Regions from separate parts of the Zea mays genome. Here region 1 is linked to region 2. Evidence: chromatin contacts called from public Hi-C data. All regions are on one chromosome and are shown on one strand. The core of a region is the stretch at or near the end of the contact, and the rest is flanking DNA. Distances in the headings are between cores, read along the strand shown. Region 1 holds the start of LOC103629886 (homeobox-leucine zipper protein ROC8). Region 2 has its middle 13 kb from the start of LOC109940193.

Region 1 (4,892 bases), core at 893-3,392, 75 kb after region 2:
ACATTGTTTCCAATGATTCGACGGCGCTACCATGATTAAGGACTCGCTCCTCCCGCCCAAGCCGTTCACGAGAACATCGACGGTTTGCGCCTTGGACACGATGCCGGGGAAGAATTCCATCCACTTGTTCTGCAACAACAACATGGATCAACCATCGCCATGGGCGCGGCGCGCGGGGAGACGAAGGGAAGTTAAGGAATGCGTACGTACCGTGTCCATGAAGACGTCGACGAGCGCGACGGCGCTCATGAACACGAGGCCCGAGTCCCTGGACGCCTCGACGTTGATGTCCGGCGGGCGGAACGCGGCGCCGGGCTTGGCGAAGAGGCTGTCGTAAGTACCGACGTCGAGCACCTCCCTCGCGTCCCCGGGCACGCCCTTGACCCAGATTTGCTCGCCGGCCTGGGCGAGCCGGATGAGCTCGTCCATGGCGCGCGCCGCCATATCGACCATCATGGGGCGCTCCATTTCCGTCACGGGCGCCGGCACCTGGTACGGCAGCCCGGACGAGCAGCCGCTGAGGAGGTCGAGGTCCAGCGACGGCCCGCCGAGGGAGCCCATCCCGCCCACGGACAGGTCCAGCGACGACACGGACATGGTCGGCACCGGAGGCATCTGCGTGAACGGCCGGCCGAGGTACTTGGACGTGATGCTCGACACCCGATCCAGCTGCAGGTTGGCAGGCACCCACCCAAGAGCCAAGAATGAAGAGAGACGTACAGTGCAGAAATACACGGAGACAGACAGACCGGCGAGGACGGACGTCTCCGGAAACAGCTAGCACGCGTCGTTGGCCAACTCACGATTTACCTCTTCCTTGAGGCGGGCATTCTCCATGCGGAGCTTCTGCTCGTCGAAGAAGTCCTCGTCGACGGGCGGGCCGCCGCAGCTGGGGCAGATGACGTTCTTGAGCGCCTCGCGCATGGTGATGTTCTCGCACCGGATCTTGTCGTTCTCCGCGCGCAGGAAGCAGTTGTCCGCGCGCTCGTGCTGCGCCTGCAGCTCGCACAGGCACACAGGAGCGTCGTCATCCATCAAGAACCCGTGGAAAACAAGCCGACAGAACAGAATGTCGAAATGCAACAGCACGGCGACCTCGTGAAAGAAACTAAAAGAAAATCAAAGGAACCGGGACACTGCTGTGCTCAGTATGATACCTTCATCTGGGTGCGGCGGTTCTGAAACCAGAACTTGATCTGGCGCGGCTCCAGGCCGAGCTCCCGGCTGAGCGCGGCGCGCTGGTTCTCGTCGGGGTGCGGGCACTCCTTGAACATCCTGCAGTCATGGGCGAGCACGCACGCCATTACATTCCTTTCCGCCAAACCATCACGTCTCACGACGAACAACCACAAGGGCGGCCGGACAGAATAAAGAAGCAGCAAAAGAAATGGAAACGAAGCGAGATCGTACGCCTCGAGCTGCTGAATCTGGCGCGGCGTGTGCCGGTGGTACCGCTTCCGCTGGCGCTGGCTGTCGGAGCCCTCAGGTTCGTCGCCGAAATCCATTGCCGGCTGGCTGCAGGCTAGCCACCCACCTACTACTACTACTACCAACCTTGTCTTGTCCCTCCTGCTCGCTCACTCGTTCCACAGCTGTAAGGGAAGGAGTAGAGATCTCTGTGCTGCTCTGCTGCAGTGCCTTCTGTGGCCTGGCCCCCTGCTCTGATTTATACACGACGATGAGTAGGCCGGGCAAGACTGCGCCGGAGTGGTAGCCGCCTTCCAGTTCCAGCTCGAGACGAACGCTGCAGAATAGGCAGCAGGGTATCGCGAAACCTTGGGGATCCAGACATGCTTCACGCCATTTCCACACCCACCCCCACTGCGCAAGCTTCCACCTTGTTTCCTTCCTGGCTAGCGCTTATCTCTCTCCTCCCGGCCCGTTTCTCTCTCTCTCTCTATCCCTCTCCCGTTTCCACGGCAACAGTTACACTTGCTCGCTCGCCGTCTCTATCCTCCGTCCTCCCCGGCCGGTCCTTGGTCTAGGAACTGCTGCTTCCTGCCAATCTTTCTTCCTCCTGCTCTGGCAGGAGAGGTAGGGTGGTGTGAGGAAGCAGGAGCAGCAGTAACCGGTGCGAGCGAATTAAGGGCCGAGGTTTTTAAGCAGCGCAGGGCGCCCGGCGAGGCCATGACTGCTCTCTTTCTCTCTCTACAGTCCCCTCTGTTGGGTTTGGATGGGAACAGCTGGAGCCATTTAAGGCCAAACGGGTCGGGTCTGCAAGCTGCATTACCTCATCAGATCCCCCTCCCCACTCCACCCGCAGACATCTACTTGATAAATTTGTATTTTTTTTCCTAATATTTTCATATAGATATTTGACGACTTTGTTTAAATGGAATATATAGGTGTAGGATGTGTCTGCTCCTATTTTTACTGAATTTGGAGCTCAGCTCACACTGATTAGCCATAAGTAGATGTGAAAGCAGTCGCTAACGGTCAGAAAAACCTTTTCACCATTTTCACACGTATAAGTTTTTGTTCAGTCAGAATTAGGAAATAGAAAATCAGAAATGGATTATGCCGGTAAATTTTGGTATATTGAAAACGCATAAATTCTAACAAAAAATCTTGAAATCGATCGAGAAACAGTAATTTAAATCAGAGAAAACGCACAAGAATTAAGTTCTAACCACGCACAATTGTTTATTCGTATCCACGTGCAAGTCCCAACCACACAAATACACAATACAGTCTTAATCATACACAATTGATCGTGCATGTCCACTCATAAATTTTAATCACACAATACATAAGTCTTAAACACGTTGATACATAAGTCTTAAACATGTTGATATATCTTCTATGATATCTGAAGAAGTAAATGTCATATTTAAAATCTTCAAATCTATAGAAAGGGATGTGATAGGCGTGGAAGCTAAATTGCAAGGACACAAGATAATGCTAGTAAAAAAATCTTCTATAGTTACCAATAAAACTTTTTAAAATTGTAACCTTTACGTGTTGCAGCTATCCAATCTCAGGATCAAGACAACTACAATATGGACCAACAACTCATCCACCGACACTAAAAACAGACTCTAAAGCAACAGTTGACACTTGTATAGCCATAAATCACGAGCCATCCGAGAAACAACAGGATATTCCTCTTTTTTTATTCTTCCACCGTGCCACAATATCAAACTCACTTTGTTTCAGAAGTGGTTCTACCATATACTTGTCTAAATCATTATACCTACCACTACTAGGACCAAGATCATCATACAACAAAGTGTTAAGTTCATCATTAGAGACACCACCACTAGGAGCAAGATCACTCAAGTTTTTTTGGTAAATCTTAAAATAGACGGTTGAGATGTCCCACTGTTTACCATTCTGTTTTCAAAATTACTTATCACATTTTTGCACCATTTTTTGTATATCTCGAAAAATTCAAAAATAGCGAAAAAATGGTAGACTAAACCAGAAAATTACCGAATTTTGTCTACTGTTTACACATCCATCCATAAGACAATTAATTTTAATCTTATAACGTAAAATTGCATGTGTTGTATAACGTAACTTTGGACGTACTATTTTTAATCTGGGCATATACCTAATCTAGTAATGTGGGTATATGCACATATTGTTTTATCGTGATGCATAATACTATAATGTTAATTTGCACATAGCATGTAGTGCTTCTTTTTCTTATTAAGATAAGCAAGTTTCAAAACTTGACGTACAAACCATAGAATGGGTACCCTAAGGCCTTGTTTGTTTGTCCAATATTAGACCAGAATTGTTCCAGCTTATCAAAGTTTATATAAATTAGAGAATCAATCTAGCTAGAAATCGTTCCAACCCATCATTATTCCATGCAAACCAAACGAGGCCTAAATGTTCGGTTACCATGGTTTCATGCTTCCATTTGAGCTGGAAATGTCAATTTAAACCACACAATGCTTCATATTTACAGGACTAAAACTCTGTGAATTGGATAACTATGAGTGAATTGGATTATAGATGCACATAATCAAAATCCTACATTACCATTCTCACATATTTTCCATTCAAGCAAAGTTCAATAACATAAATTTGAAGAAGCAATGGTTCATACTTGCTAATAGATATAAGCTAAAAATTGTTGATCTATTAGTGTTTTAGTTTGAGCGGTATTTTGTAATGTTAATTTGATGTGTCATGCTTCATCTTAGTAATTGGACTAGAACTCTGTGTGCGAATTGGGTAACTAGTTATAAATTGCTCCTTTAATCTTTATATGCTTACCATGTGAGAGAAATTTGTACGAGTTTGACTGTCAGCTCTTTTGTGGAAACTTTGTATTGATTTAAAAAAATTTGGAGCTTCGTACTAATGGAAATCCTTTTTTGAATAGTATGTGTGAAGTGATGGATGGTCAATAAGCTTTGTTAATTGTTTGGTATTCCCCGTTCATGGTGTGTAGTTGATATTTTGTACCATCAATTTTTGCATCACAACGGTAGCAAATGAGGTTCCATTTGTTTTCACAAGTACACATTTCATACTAATGAAAATTTTGGAGCTTCATACTAATGGAAATACTTTTTCATGTGAACTCCATTTGTGTTCACACGTACACCTTCGAAGATACAGCGTGTGGATTACAGACATATTGTTGAAAATAACACCATAGTTTTTTACATTACGTCCACATGTCTATTCCTATTGTGTTACTAATCATATCATGTGAACTCATAGTATGATGCGGATCAATGAAAGAAATGGAGATATGATATTGATAGAAAACTCCATTCATTTCCATCTATATTCCATTTGATCTTAAATTCTTTAAGTAATCTATAGTCTTATAATCATTCGGGCCTTTTCTTGTTATCAGAATTAGAGAAATGATTACTACACCAATGCATTATTGTTCTTTTATTTTCATTTGCATAGTTATTTTGAGTGCC
Region 2 (4,746 bases), core at 1,279-3,778:
GGCTACGACAACACAATAAGCCCTCGTAACAAGCGCAATAGGCGCATATATGGCTTGATAGTCGGGGTACACGAAATGTCCACACAACGTGCGCAACAGGCGCATTTGTGTCTCGATGATCACGATAGACGAATAGTGCCAACAGGGCATGCAAAAAATATGTGATTCGGCGATGGCGGTCTCACTCAACGGGAGCAGTTTGATTAAATGAGAGTGCAACATAGCAATCACATGACGCCAAGTTCGTACGCCACAATATTGCATCATGTTGACAGGGCGCGGCCAATGCCATAACTCAACCGATTAATAATTTAGCCTGATCGGCATGTCCGGGTACCCACGATACAATTTAATCGCTCGACGTGAGTTCAAAAGCTCAACGCAACACAAATATTTAGAGCGATTTGAGTATACACAATATAACCTTCACATGCATTTTAATAATTTTCTGCTAATTATTTACTACGGGAAATAATTATTAATGCAGAAAAAATAAACACCATAATTAATATATAAGCATAACACATCAGGTGTAAAAGACATTAAATAATTTTCTACTATAGGAAATAAGTAATTGAAGTAGAAACCGTAACATAAAATATGTATTCTATTTCCACCGACATGCACTTGCATGCACGCAAGAGCAAAAATGGTGCACATCCATGCCCATGTAATACATAGACGTGTATCTCACGCACGTCAGGAACGGCTCCTAGGTCGTATCACAGGCTCGTAGCCACCCAGTCAATGACCACACCTGACAATACCGTATGGATCCGGAATTGGCGCGTTCGGAATTGATCACGCTTACTCTCTAACATTTGCAGCCTCCATGACCGCGAAAATGTGGGAGCACCATGGCCGTCCAAGGAGCCCGTCGCGGCACGCGGGCTCGCAATCCATGTTCTATGCCGAGCGTAGGATCACGGGGCTCTTCGAGGCTACGGCGCAACGCCTCCATGCTCCTGCGTTACTTGTAGAAGGGGCAGATCGCCGGTAGTGGCTACGGCGCGACACGGCTTCTACGGCTTCCGGCGCGACCTCGGCATGGCGTGCGGGCGTTTTGTGACAGAGTCGAGCACTGGCAATTGGGCAACAGGCCCTTGGCGACAGCGGTGACGACCGCACAGGCTGAGCACCTCGACGGTGAGTCCATATTCCCCATGCCGAGGATGAACGACAACGTACACAACAACGGATCAACCAATAAACATACTGTTTGTGCGTAGAGGGAGAATCGAAGGCTGTCGCGTAGGACAGTTCGGCTAGGCCGAGAGACCTGCCGGCTTGATGAGGAGTTGATGCATATCGGATCCCGCAGCAACATCGAGGTAGAGCGTGCTGATAACGTATTGAGATCTACGTCACCACGGATCACCAGATCTGCTTCCTTCCCTCCTGTCAGCAGTAGAGGCGCAAGAAGCTGTAGAGTACCCGTCTCCCTTTCCATAAGCACGACAGAGGAAACACACGAGACACAGGATATAGGGTTGGGCCTCTGGTCTCTTTCTGATCTATCTAATATGAAGGGGTGTACAGGTTCCTTATATAGAGATGTGAGACCTCTCAGGGGCAAAGCAGGTATTTGTCCATATAACCCTAACTAGGGTTACTTAACAAGTGCAACTAACTGCAAACCCAGCAGCAGCACATGCCGGCGCCGGCCGTCCCTACCGTTCTCCTCCCATGCATGGCAAAAGAAGATGGAGATGCCTGGCATGGTCCAACGCATGAATTACCAGAGGGGAGAACATGGTGGCCATGAATGGAAAGTGTACAGATCAGGTCAACATCGCACTAAGACTGGCTTCAACCGTGGCCTCTCCCTTCGTTGTGACGGCGCCAGTACTCCCTCTTCCTCTTTATCGGTGCCCCCTACCGCTGCTACAGTGGTAGCGGGTGGTTGTTGTGCACGCTAGATGAAGAGGTACCACAACAGCCCCCTTGCCTCGGTTTCTGTGCACAGAATTATTTATTAGTTAAGAAAAAATTGATAATAGATGGTGAATAGGTATGAAAAATAGTATTTTATAATTATAGTGAGGTATATGAGAAGGATTTAGAGGGAACCGCTGTACAGGGTGGAGATATAAGGGAAAGAGAATGCTGACGTGACACGTGAGTGAGATATAGGAGGAGAAATTTAGGGGTAACCGCTAAACATAGTCTAACCAAACACCAACGTTGTCTGCGTCGTCGACAGGACAGACCGGGCCTTTCCTTTCCCGTCCCCCAGCCGACGATCGCTACTGATGAAAACCAGACGGACGACGGGCATCCTAACTTCATCGGCGGCCACCGCGCCCGGCCCTCTCGTTGTCAATCATCGCCCCATGTCTACCACGTCTATCGAGGTTGGTCGTGCATGTCGGGCCCGCAAAGATAGCAGGGGCAATCATAAACGCGGTTGCTAAGTATAAATGTTTGTTTTGACCAAGGCAATCTTGCAGTTTTGTAGTAGTGGGTTTGTTAGGTTTTGGCATTCCTATAGCCACCACCACCAGTGAGTCCACGTCCACCACTGCCCCTTCCTCCCCCAAAAGCATCCTGAAACCACTCGCCTTCTCACCCCCAACCGCCACCAGCGCACCTCCACGTCCACGGCCACTCCCGCTTGCTATTGCTAGTCGTTTCCGCCTCCTCCACTTGCCGCGCACCGCCACGGCCGTGGCGCGGCGCCGCCGTGGCCGGGCGGTATGAAGAGGCTGTAGAAGCAGAGCGGTGGCCTGCAGGTGTGCGCGAACGCCGGGCTCCTCAGCCCGCTCGGAGGCCGCTCGCGGCGCCGTGCGAGGCTGACGCTGTACGCGGTCGCGGTCGCGGTCGCCTTCGCCGCGTTCACCGCCTACGTCGCCTTCGCCTTGCCCCCCTCCGCGGGCGCTGCAAGTGAAGTTTCAGGCAGTGGTTCGGCTGCTGGAAATGGCAGCACTGTAAAGCCTCATGCTGGAGATGCTGTTCGGGCCGGGAGGGAGCAGGGGTTCTGCAAACGGCGGAGATACCGTGGCTGATCTGAATAATGGTTCAGATGCTCCTCAGACCTCCCAGGAAATCGAAATGGCGATGCAAGCCATAAAGCAGATGCAAGCTCTAGTTTGGGGAAGAGTAAAGATATAGATGCTGTGACGACGACCGAGAGTACAGATGCTCCTCAACCAGACAGTGGAAGTGGAGATGCAAGGCACGAAGAACCGCCTGGGAAGTTCTAGTCCGGCAAAGAGCAGTGCTGGAGATGGCGAAGTTGAGGGCAGTAGTAGTGTTGTTCCAGCTAGTAATCAAACTGGTAGTCAGGCCTTGCCAGGGCAGAAAGATGCTGGATCTCCCAGTCCCAGCAACAACAAGCAGACAGTTGTAGCATCTCCCAATGTGAAGAGGAATCCGGAACAGACCGGGCGCCAAGCTGCTCCCGGCAGGAGCAGTGGTGCAGCGAATAATCCGAAAGGAAATGCTGCTGCTGCTGGTTCATCAGAGAACCATTCGGCGGCGCAAGGAAACTCCTCGAGATCTGGAAATAACAGCAAGGGTAGCAGGTCATCAGTAGAGCAGGATGGCGGTTCTGGTTGGAATGGGAAGAAAGCCGATTGGTTCAGCGAAGTGGCTAGTTGCGATATGTTCCATGGGGATTGGGTCAGGGATGACTCGTACCCTCTCTACCCGGAGGGATCATGCCCTTACTTACATCGACGAGCCCTTTGACTGCTACCTCAACGGGCGGCGAGATCTTGCTTTACCAGAAGCTCCGCTGGCAACCCAGTGGATGCAGTATCCCGAGGTGAGTGAGGAACTGAGGCCTATAAAGGTTGTTAGTTAGAACAGTGGATGCAATGACCTGACCTTTTTAATGGTTTCATCATTTCAAGCTTGGTTTAATTGTAGTAATTTGCCAGGATCATCATCGTATCTGTGCCATATATTTCAGATTGAACCCAACGGACATGTTGGAGAGGCTGAGAGGAAAAAGCTAGGCTTGCTTTCGTTAGTGATTCACTCAACAGGAACGAACATGTGGGAGTCCCTCGTGTGTATTCTGTGGAGTTGTGTCCAGGACAAGCTAGGGAAGGTTTTTGAGGCATCCGGCAGGCGTGAGTTTAAGACCGAAGGCTCATACTCTTTCCTGTTCACGGTATTATACTCTTTCGCATCTCCACTACGTACGTCGTACGCAGTGGGGGGCAATGGAACTCAGGTGGCAGCTGTGACAAGGAGAGCGAGCCGATAACCAACGAACAGTACCTCTCGACCACCTACCCGGCGAAGATGAGCGTCCTGGACTGGAGGACGTGATCCGCAGGACGACAACTCCGGTGGTTTACCTCAGCATAACGAGAATGAGCGACTACAGAAAGGACGCGCACCCTTCCATCTACCGCAAGCAGCACAAGGACCTGAGCAGCGAGGAGAGGTACTTGCAGGACTGCAGCCACTGGTGCCTTCCTGGAGTACCACCGGATTCCTGGAGCGAGCTGCTTTACGCTCAGCTTTTGATCAGGCAGCATCAAATTATTGTAAAGTCGACATGGTGATCAAAGTAAGGTCGACATGGGAACTGAGGATTCTCCTAAATCCATATATAGAGAGTAAAGTTGTCCAGCGAGTGCTGCCTCCCAGTGAGTGTAGAGTGTACCCACACAAATTTATCTCTAGGGTGGATGCCTAACTGTTTATACGGTTGTAAAACGGTTCTGTATAGGCTTGCGCACTAGCTAGCGCTGTCAAATTTTTTTTTGTGTGTCCAAGGTTTAATTAACTTCT

What was found. A called contact is a pair of places that touch in the nucleus more often than the background predicts.
Region 1: a Hi-C map of leaf shows a contact between it and region 2, with 2.5 times the contacts expected there. The contact joins the promoter of LOC103629886 here to the enhancer-like site in region 2. A contact is called at or near these places in 6 of 25 Hi-C or Micro-C datasets (bundle sheath, ear, leaf and 3 more).

Annotation. Positions count from the first base shown.
Region 1 is chr6:120,707,566-120,712,457 of Zm-B73-REFERENCE-NAM-5.0, forward strand. LOC103629886 (homeobox-leucine zipper protein ROC8) reads right to left here and starts at 2,143. Exons shown (of 10, transcript XM_008650985.4): 1 at 1,411-2,143; 2 at 1,158-1,275; 3 at 811-996; 4 at 211-669; 5 at 31-129. The coding sequence starts at 1,505.
Region 2 is chr6:120,632,178-120,636,923 of Zm-B73-REFERENCE-NAM-5.0, forward strand. It overlaps the pseudogene LOC118472313. Among protein-coding and RNA genes, the nearest start is that of LOC109940193, 13 kb to the left of the region's middle. Within about 2 kb of position 2,529, at least 9 of the 20 cell types and tissues checked have an H3K27ac peak or open chromatin away from gene starts, as enhancers often do. A contact at or near this core is called in bundle sheath, ear and leaf, where this site is marked.